Linked DNA regions of Zea mays: region 1 is linked to region 2. Evidence: chromatin contacts called from public Hi-C data. All regions are on one chromosome and are shown on one strand. The core of a region is the stretch at or near the end of the contact, and the rest is flanking DNA. Distances in the headings are between cores, read along the strand shown. Region 1 overlaps LOC100381508. Region 2 holds the start of LOC100216656 (Signal recognition particle protein).

Region 1 (4,036 bases), core at 1,014-3,513, 140 kb before region 2:
TTCTTAGTTTTGTATTTTTGTTTTTCTTTTCTTTTGTAGTTTTCTTTTTCTTTTCTTCTGTATTTTCTGGTCTTCTAATGACCATGTACCCTCTCTTAATTTATAAAATGGTGCAGTCCTCCTGAGCATCCGAGAAAAAAAATGAACTAAAAAAACACATTAGGGGTTATGTGAAGTTGTGAACATTGACTATATGTGTGGGAGTAATTTGGACCTTTTCCTTTTAATAATAATATACCTATTTGGAGTTTTAAATATTGATACTATTTTTCATAAATAAACTGAGTCAAACTTAAGTTTGTTAACCAAACCCAGATTTCCTTCCTTTCTGCTAATATTCTTCAGCTCCTGTATACACTACATTTGCTCTTGTGGCTATTAATTAAATTGAGCTGAATTATAACGTTTATGTCTTTGATCTTATCTCATGTAGGCAAAACAAAATCATGTTGATGTACAAAGGGCTGCTTTAAGATGCCTTTGTCTCCTTGGACTGTTAGAGAACAGACCTAATGCAGAGTTGGTGAAGCAGCTACGCTTATCTTTCATCAATGGGCCTGACTTGGTTAGTGCCATAGCATGCAAGGCCTTGATTGACCTTGTAACTTGGCATGGGCCACAAGAAATAGATCGAGCCATTGGAATTGAATCGCCAGATCCTAGCTACGAAAAATCTCAGTTCACTCAAGTTGACCTCTCTGATATGAATGATGATGATCTAAACATTGGAGTTCTTGATATTTTATTTTCTGGATTTCATAAAGATCACTGGGAATTCGATCTAGAGGGTGACAATCATGATAATGTCCCAACCATTCTTGGTGAAGGTTTTGCAAAGATTCTTCTCCTCAGTGGGAATTTTGCAAGTATACCTGCTGATTTGCATACTGTTATCCTCGCTAAACTCATTAAATTGTATTTCTCAGAGGAAACTAAAGAGCTCGAAAGGTCAATCGCTCATTTATCCTCTGCTACTTAAACACATTTGTTTTCTTTTTATTCTCACAAATGCTTTCTTTTTTCTGTTTCAGATTGAAACAATGTATGTCTGTCTTCTTTCAGCACTATCCAGCACTTTCAGATAAACACAAGGCAAGCTGATAAAGCTTACCATACACTGGCTCAAATTATTTTACGTGACTTTATCCCAGGTCAAATTTACTGACCGACTGAATAAGCTCAGATCAAATTTATTGATTGCCTTTCTTTTGACAGAGTTGTATCTGCAACGCATTTGTACCTGTCATGAAAGCCATGTGGCCTGGTTTATATGGTAATGCTGGGGGTAGCACTCATGTTATTTCAAAGAGACGGAAACTTGCGGTTCAAGCTTCTCGTTTCATGGTGCAAATGGTGCAAACCCAATTATTTTCAACCGAAAGTATGGACCAAGCTTCAAAAAGTTCTGAAAGTGCTTCAGGTTTAGCAGATGCGTCAAACAATTTTGACATCAGCGAGGAAGGGCTTGCTATCCGTATAGCACTAGAGGTATCATTGAATAATCCAGGAAATACATGTACATTTTATTCTAATATTGCTGGACACCAAACAAATATCCTCTCATTTTTTTGGTGTGAATTATACTATATAAGTTCTAGGGAAAAACTGACATCATGTGGTGCAAATGCTCTAGGTAGCCAGTTGCCCAGATAAGAAGACCGCAGCTGGGAAAGCATATGCTTTGGCCCTGTGCAAGGTTGTGGTCCTTCTAAGATTCCGGCAATCAGAACAGAAGGCCATCAAGTGCATGAGAGGCCTTGTGAATCATTTGGCTGCTTCAGTGGCTTCCGACAAGGAGCTCGGGAAGGAGCTAGCTCAAATGGCTGCACGGCTTAGATCGCTTGATGCCTGTCCAGACGAAGAACTTGCACAAGATGACGCAGATGCCATATTCAGTACGTCTAATGGAAAATAAGAACCTAAATCATGTCCATCCATCTCTGCATCTTCGCAAGCTTTCATTTCTAATGGTTCTTATCGTACCTTATTCTTGTTGTTATCTCAGAGAAACTAGGATTCGATGATGGCTTCAAGTTGGACACCAATCAAGCAGTGCCTCCTACACCAGCACCACGGTCAGTCCGGCCTCCGGCTCCTGCCAGGAGAAGAGCGAGACAGGCACCGTCCTCTAGCGATGACAGTGACGAGGAAGCGGGAGAAGCTGACGTGCCTGCAACATCGGCAAGCAGGGTTCCAGCCACTCCCAGTATGACTGCTGCTGCACGTTCTCAGAGAGCAAGCAAGACTGCTGCTCTGAGCAAGATGTCTGCAAAACCTGCTACCGCGTCTGATGACAGTGAGCTGGACGGGCAGTCTGACGTCACGAGCGAGGAGGATGCATCCGATGAGGAGTCGTTATAGCCTTATAGGTTGCTGTTATTGTCTCGTGTAATCGTGGACTGGAGTTTCTGATGACGTTGTTGAGCGGAAGAACCAAGTAATCTAACTAAATTAATTACAGCGGTGACATATTGTCACTGCATTATGTATTTCTTTCGTGTTACTAAGTATGATTTAAAGCCTTCATTTGCGTTTGAGCTGCAGCAATCTGCACAGACGGTTTTATAAGCAGCAAGTGATTAGTTTTAAATAAAAGTCCTGACGGTGGTAAATTTAATGGTAGATTGTCTGTTTCGAACATAGTTGTGGGTAAATATGGTCGAGTACGCGTAGGATGCCAAAAGGGTACGGGTTGTGTGGTTGTTGCACAGACGTTTTGCTTTGTTTACAAAATAGCCGCGCATGCTCAGAAGTCATAAGCGGCTAGTTCCCAGACTCCATCCAACATAGCAGCATCTTGCAACGAACTCGGATCTAAATAAATACGACAGCGTCAGCTTGATAGGCATTGACCACAAAATACAACATGATCAATTTTTTACAATGTATGCAGTTCCATCGGCTAAACAGGGTCAGCCCTGAAGGGGCACTGCTGCCATGGGCCCGAAATCTAAGCAGCCTATGTACACCGTACCGTATACAGAAGAGAGTGGCCTTGCCGTCTTGCTCAGCAGTCAGCACCATGTATAGCGCGACGCCGAGACACCACAATTACGGTTAGCAGTGTTGGCACGTTTACAACAATCAGCAGATTTTATGGGGAGAAGTAACTAGATATTGTGGATATTAGTTTTATTTTTTTTGAATCAGGTTCCTTAAAACCTGAAGCGTTTCGGAACGCTCTCCGCATTCGGTGGTCGTTCCGCCTGTCTCGCGCTGACGCGTGGTATGGAGAAGACAACCACGATGTATACGCGATGGACCCGAATTTATCATCAAATCTGGTTGAGCTATCTCGCGTCCGCTCCCTCCGGCCTCTCTCTCTCTCCCCTGCTTCTCAATCACTGTCCCACGCCGCCTCCCGCTTCCCCTCACGCTCGCCGGCGACTTAGCCGTCTACCGGCGGCCTGCTTGGTGCATCTCACCGTGGGAGGCAGAGATTAGCTGATCTGGTGTTCTCGCCGCTCGGAGAGGTGGTTCTGTGGAGGCGGAGGAGGTAAGTTCCTCGTCGTCGACACACCACCATACTCCCTTGGATCTCATTCGTCCCCACCACCGTCGCCGACACACGGCTCGTCTAAGGAGCGAGGCCACCAACCTTGGCTTCAGCGTGCTCCTTTTCTTCCCTGCTACCATTTCTCTCGCCTTGCTCGTGACCATATCCCTGCTGCGCTGCTTTTCCTTGCTACATTCACCGTCATGCTCTTTCCAAGCTACCTGTCGTCGTTCGTCTCCATTATTATTGCCTTGCAGCAGCAGCACCTCGAGCTCTCTCTGTATGCTGTCCGCTTCTTCTTTCTCTGTGAGACCACGTTCCCGGACCAGTGGAGGCACAACATTCCGGAGGGCGTTGCCGCAGGCGGCGTGGCATATTGGGGGTCTTCCTAGGGCGCACCTATCTGTAGTCTAGCTTGATGTTCGATACAAGCATGGATGGTCAGTTCTCTAGCTGTCGCCTGCTCCCGCACATAAAGGTAGGATTGAATGTCTCCATCCTGGTGATGGCAGAGTACTTGAAGTTGTATATGACCCTGGA
Region 2 (4,030 bases), core at 1,106-3,605:
GAAAGGAATGTTTTCATTCCCAGCTATTCATACTCATGCGACTACAATGACACCAATTGATTGGTAGTCAAACTATGGCTCAGAAACACCAAACTTGGCAGAGGTGGTTTTAAAAGTTCTATCTCAGCTAATCAGCAGCTCCTCGGCTGAGAGAGTTTGGAGCACATATTCATATATTCATAAGGTGAACAGGAACAAAGTGAATTCCAAAAATGCAGATAATCTGGTCTATATCCATTTCAACCTTCGTCTTCAATCGAGTCATTTTGGGTGCATGGTCTCTGTGGAAACATAGAAATAGGTGTGTTTTTGATAAGTGTAACCCTAGCGCTGCGGACTGCGGTGGTGTTGGCAGCTGCAAGGGAGGAGTTAATGGGTTGGCGTATGGCTGGAGCCAAAGCGCTCTCTTTCTTCTATTTAGAAGAGGTGTCTTAGTTGTATGGGGTGTGTCTGGTGTTGTTAGGCAAATGACCAAATGTAACAACTATGTACCGGGGTTTTCTCCCCCTTTCTTCTTCTTCTTAATACAAAAATACGCAGCTCTCCTGCGTATTCAAGAAAAAAAAGAGTGCTACAAAGCAGGACCTAGTTACAGGTGGGATGCAGATCCAAATAACACTATCTTGGATGAATCAGGATTGAAGCTCGAAAGGCTACGTTGGAAGAATCTGCAAGACGATGTTGATGAATAGGACTGCAGCAGAGTGCAGAAGTCAAGACTCCAAGTCCATTTCCCATATTTTATATAACTATGAAATTATGTTTAATGTAACTCAAACTAAATTATCCAGTTTCAGACTTTCGGCATATGGAAAATTTGATGTCTTCATTTTATATTAGTAGCAAATTAAGTAGTGAACCAAAATCATTTGGATCGTGTATCAATCTGTTTTTAATTGTCCCGGGATCATCGACCCAAACACACAAGGATCGCGAGCCTTAATATGTTGAACCGATCCGGGAACATTGATCCATCGTACTCAGATTCATGTATCCAAATTAAGATTCACGTCCCGAAGAGGTATACACCCCTCGTACCGTACTCTTTAAAAATATTAAACCTCGTCCCTCGACCCGAGAACTTTGTGACTATGGTAAAAATCTGCACCATTGCCATTTATATAAAATAACAAGTGAACCAGAGAAGCCTCGGTAGCGGTCAAATGCTTACCAAATACCATATATGTTTCATGTTTGGTTACAAGCACGTCTGTTCGTTGAAAAATGTTCCAATAAAATGCTGTCTAATAAAGCATTTACTCTGAAAGTGAACATCCCTCATGTAACTACCATTGTTCAATTATATATAGCTGAAGATCTATCATATAAAGGCAGTGTGCAGGGATGAATTTCAGCTATGAAACCTATACTTACATGGCTCCAATATATATTATTTAACCTTCAGCACAATTTGCTTACGAAATACCTCAAACTGTTGGGAGAAATCAGTTGTGCAACCATAATGCATTGTCACAAACATTACTTGATATATAAAAGAGTCACAAAAAAATATACATATACTATTTCAGTAACAAAATATATGAATACCTGAAGTTCATACAGATCCATCCAACAAAAGAACTTATGATCTAAGTCCAACAGCAACACAGCAATACTAATGTTCACTAATGATGCACAATTCTCAGATTTGGCATACTAAAGAATCAGATAGATCCTATTGTCTTTCATATGATTAACCAGGTGCCACTGGTTGCCCAATACATTTTCAGAATACTGAATTTCAGGGCACCTGCTCCTATATATCCAACCATCACATTTAAAAAATAACACATCTGACAACCTCTCACGGAACACACAACATAGATCCAATGGTAGGATCACTTATCAAGGTGTGTGATCTTACCCTTCGATCACCCAATTCTATAAGCTATAAATAACAAGTGTATCATCAATCAGCTCCTCTGAGTAAATACAGCTTAGGATAAGGTAGTACCTCGCGGTCATCAGTGACCTTGAGCACGAGCTTCCCCTCGCAGTGCCGATACTTCATCACGTAGCGGGTCTGCAGACACACGCGCACAAACAGGTTAGGTAGGATCAGACACACGGAATGGAGCAGGAAGGAATTTGGAGAAGAGAGGGGATCGGGCGACGACGGCGTACGGTGTTGGGGTCGGCGCGGAAGAGCTGCACGGACCGCTCCACGAACTCGTCCCAGGAATCCACGTACACCATCGCTGCGGCGGAAAAGGGGAACGTGCGGCGTGGCCGGATCTAGGTGGGGCGACCTTGCGGGACGAAGAGGCCGCCGCGGGACAAATACGGTTTGCTTTGCTGCTCGTCTTGGCCGCGGCGTGCTGGACATGCGTGCCGCAGATGAGTATCAGGTCATCCGCCTGCCACAACCCCTCCTGGCCTTTGGCCACCGTTTTCTATGGACAAGGGTTTAATTTTACCCCAAAAAACGCCCACACAAAGGTTTCACGGCTAGGAAAATCTTTCCATTTGTAAAGTATTTTTTGTGTCATAAGTTAAAAAAAATATATTTGTCATAAAATAGATTCGTGCATTCACGAGGGCATAAAATAAAAGCTAAAACTATACATAATATACATAAATGAGGATTTGTGCCATGGTTGTTGGCTCCAAACCCACATTAACACATACTTTGCGAATATAATATAAGTCTCTTTGTGTTTTATATTATATACTCAAACACAAACAGAAACTAGCAACATACAGACACTTTTGCTAGTATTACATATAATCTCTACTGCTAAAAAGAGCACGCGAAATCATTTCACTGCTCTATCGTTTATCTGAAAGGAGAGTGACGTGTGATATAGCGAGGTTGGTGAGTGTAGTGGTTTGACACCTTTAGGTATTGTTTGGGAACTCCATTTTTCCAAGTGATTCCTATTTTCATAAGGGGAAATGAATTAATTCCCCTTGGAAAAGGGAAATCCCTTGCGAAAATAGGGTTCCCAAACTAGCCCTTAGAAAACCTAAAACCACTACCTAGCCCATCAAATTCACTCCACCCAAACCTATCAGCCCAACTATATGAGATGGAGTGTTTAAAGAACTTCTAAGATCCCCACATCAAAAACAAATGTGGATTCTCAAACTTAACCATCTTACGAACCCAATTGATACTTTACCATCTCTAGTGATCCCCTTCCTAGAGTATTGCAAGAAGGATGGTCACTTGGTTGAGTTTTGCTTTAGGAGAAAGAGAGATGAGTGGCAGGGTTCTGAGGTGAGCAGCAGGAACATGTATCACCTCTCTCATGGTATACATGTCCCTCATAGTAAGAGGTGTCCTGCTAGGTCTAGAGATGCTTTGTCTCAGATTGCTAGGCCTTAAGTAGTAAGACCATATGGTGGTCAAGCCCGGTGTGGTGTTGGTCATGTGCCATTTGACCAAAGACCCCATGGTCGAATTTCTTCTCATGGTGATCGCTACCCCCTATGGGACTCATGATGTTTGACGTTTTTTTATAACGCTTTTCAGGGGCAAATTCCACAACACTATTACTCTTCTCAGTTTACTAACCCTAGTGTTGTGCCATTTGCTCACCCTATGTCCCTCTATTATGTAGGACAAAGGCCTAGAGAACATATGGCTCATGGATTCTAGATGTTCGTGCCACATGACTAGAAACACTAGATGGTTTTCTAGCCTCGACCATGTGATCGAAAAGGAGTACATCACTTTTATAGGATAACACTAGCGGTAAAAGTTGTCTCTTATGGCACCATTCATGTTCTCAAGGATGTTGCATTGGTTTCCAATTTGCATTTTTAATTTGTTTTCTGTTTCATGATTCCTTGAGGGCGGCTTTGAGGTGCATTTTAAGAACAATCTTTATCATGTTTTTATGGAAAGGGAGATCTTATTTGTCGAATTTTCTCATTTGGACGAGTTTTCCATGCTTTTGGCCTTTCTCGATATCTTGTGGCAGGATCTTCCTCTCAGATTTGAAAGCGACATACGAGGTTAGTTCATTTGAGCTTTGATCTTTTGGTTCAAATAAGGTGGCGTTTGGTTCACATATTTGTAACGTAA

Evidence for each region. A called contact is a pair of places that touch in the nucleus more often than the background predicts.
Region 1: a contact with region 2 is called in a Hi-C map of ear, with 1.9 times the contacts expected there. The contact joins the enhancer-like site here to the promoter of LOC100216656 in region 2. A contact is called at or near these places in 2 of 25 Hi-C or Micro-C datasets (ear and leaf).

The regions. Positions count from the first base shown.
Region 1 is chr9:33,190,453-33,194,488 of Zm-B73-REFERENCE-NAM-5.0, reverse strand. It overlaps LOC100381508, which reads left to right. Exons shown (of 12, transcript NM_001361435.1): 8 at 434-948; 9 at 1,032-1,092; 10 at 1,216-1,488; 11 at 1,634-1,895; 12 at 2,006-2,536. The coding sequence ends at 2,361. Among protein-coding and RNA genes, the nearest start is that of LOC103638219, 3.4 kb to the right of the region's middle. Within about 2 kb of position 2,263, at least 7 of the 20 cell types and tissues checked have an H3K27ac peak or open chromatin away from gene starts, as enhancers often do. A contact at or near this core is called in ear, where this site is marked.
Region 2 is chr9:33,046,235-33,050,264 of Zm-B73-REFERENCE-NAM-5.0, reverse strand. It overlaps LOC100216656 (Signal recognition particle protein), which reads right to left and starts at 2,355. Exons shown (of 4, transcript NM_001143067.1): 1 at 2,125-2,355; 2 at 1,955-2,023. The coding sequence starts at 2,196.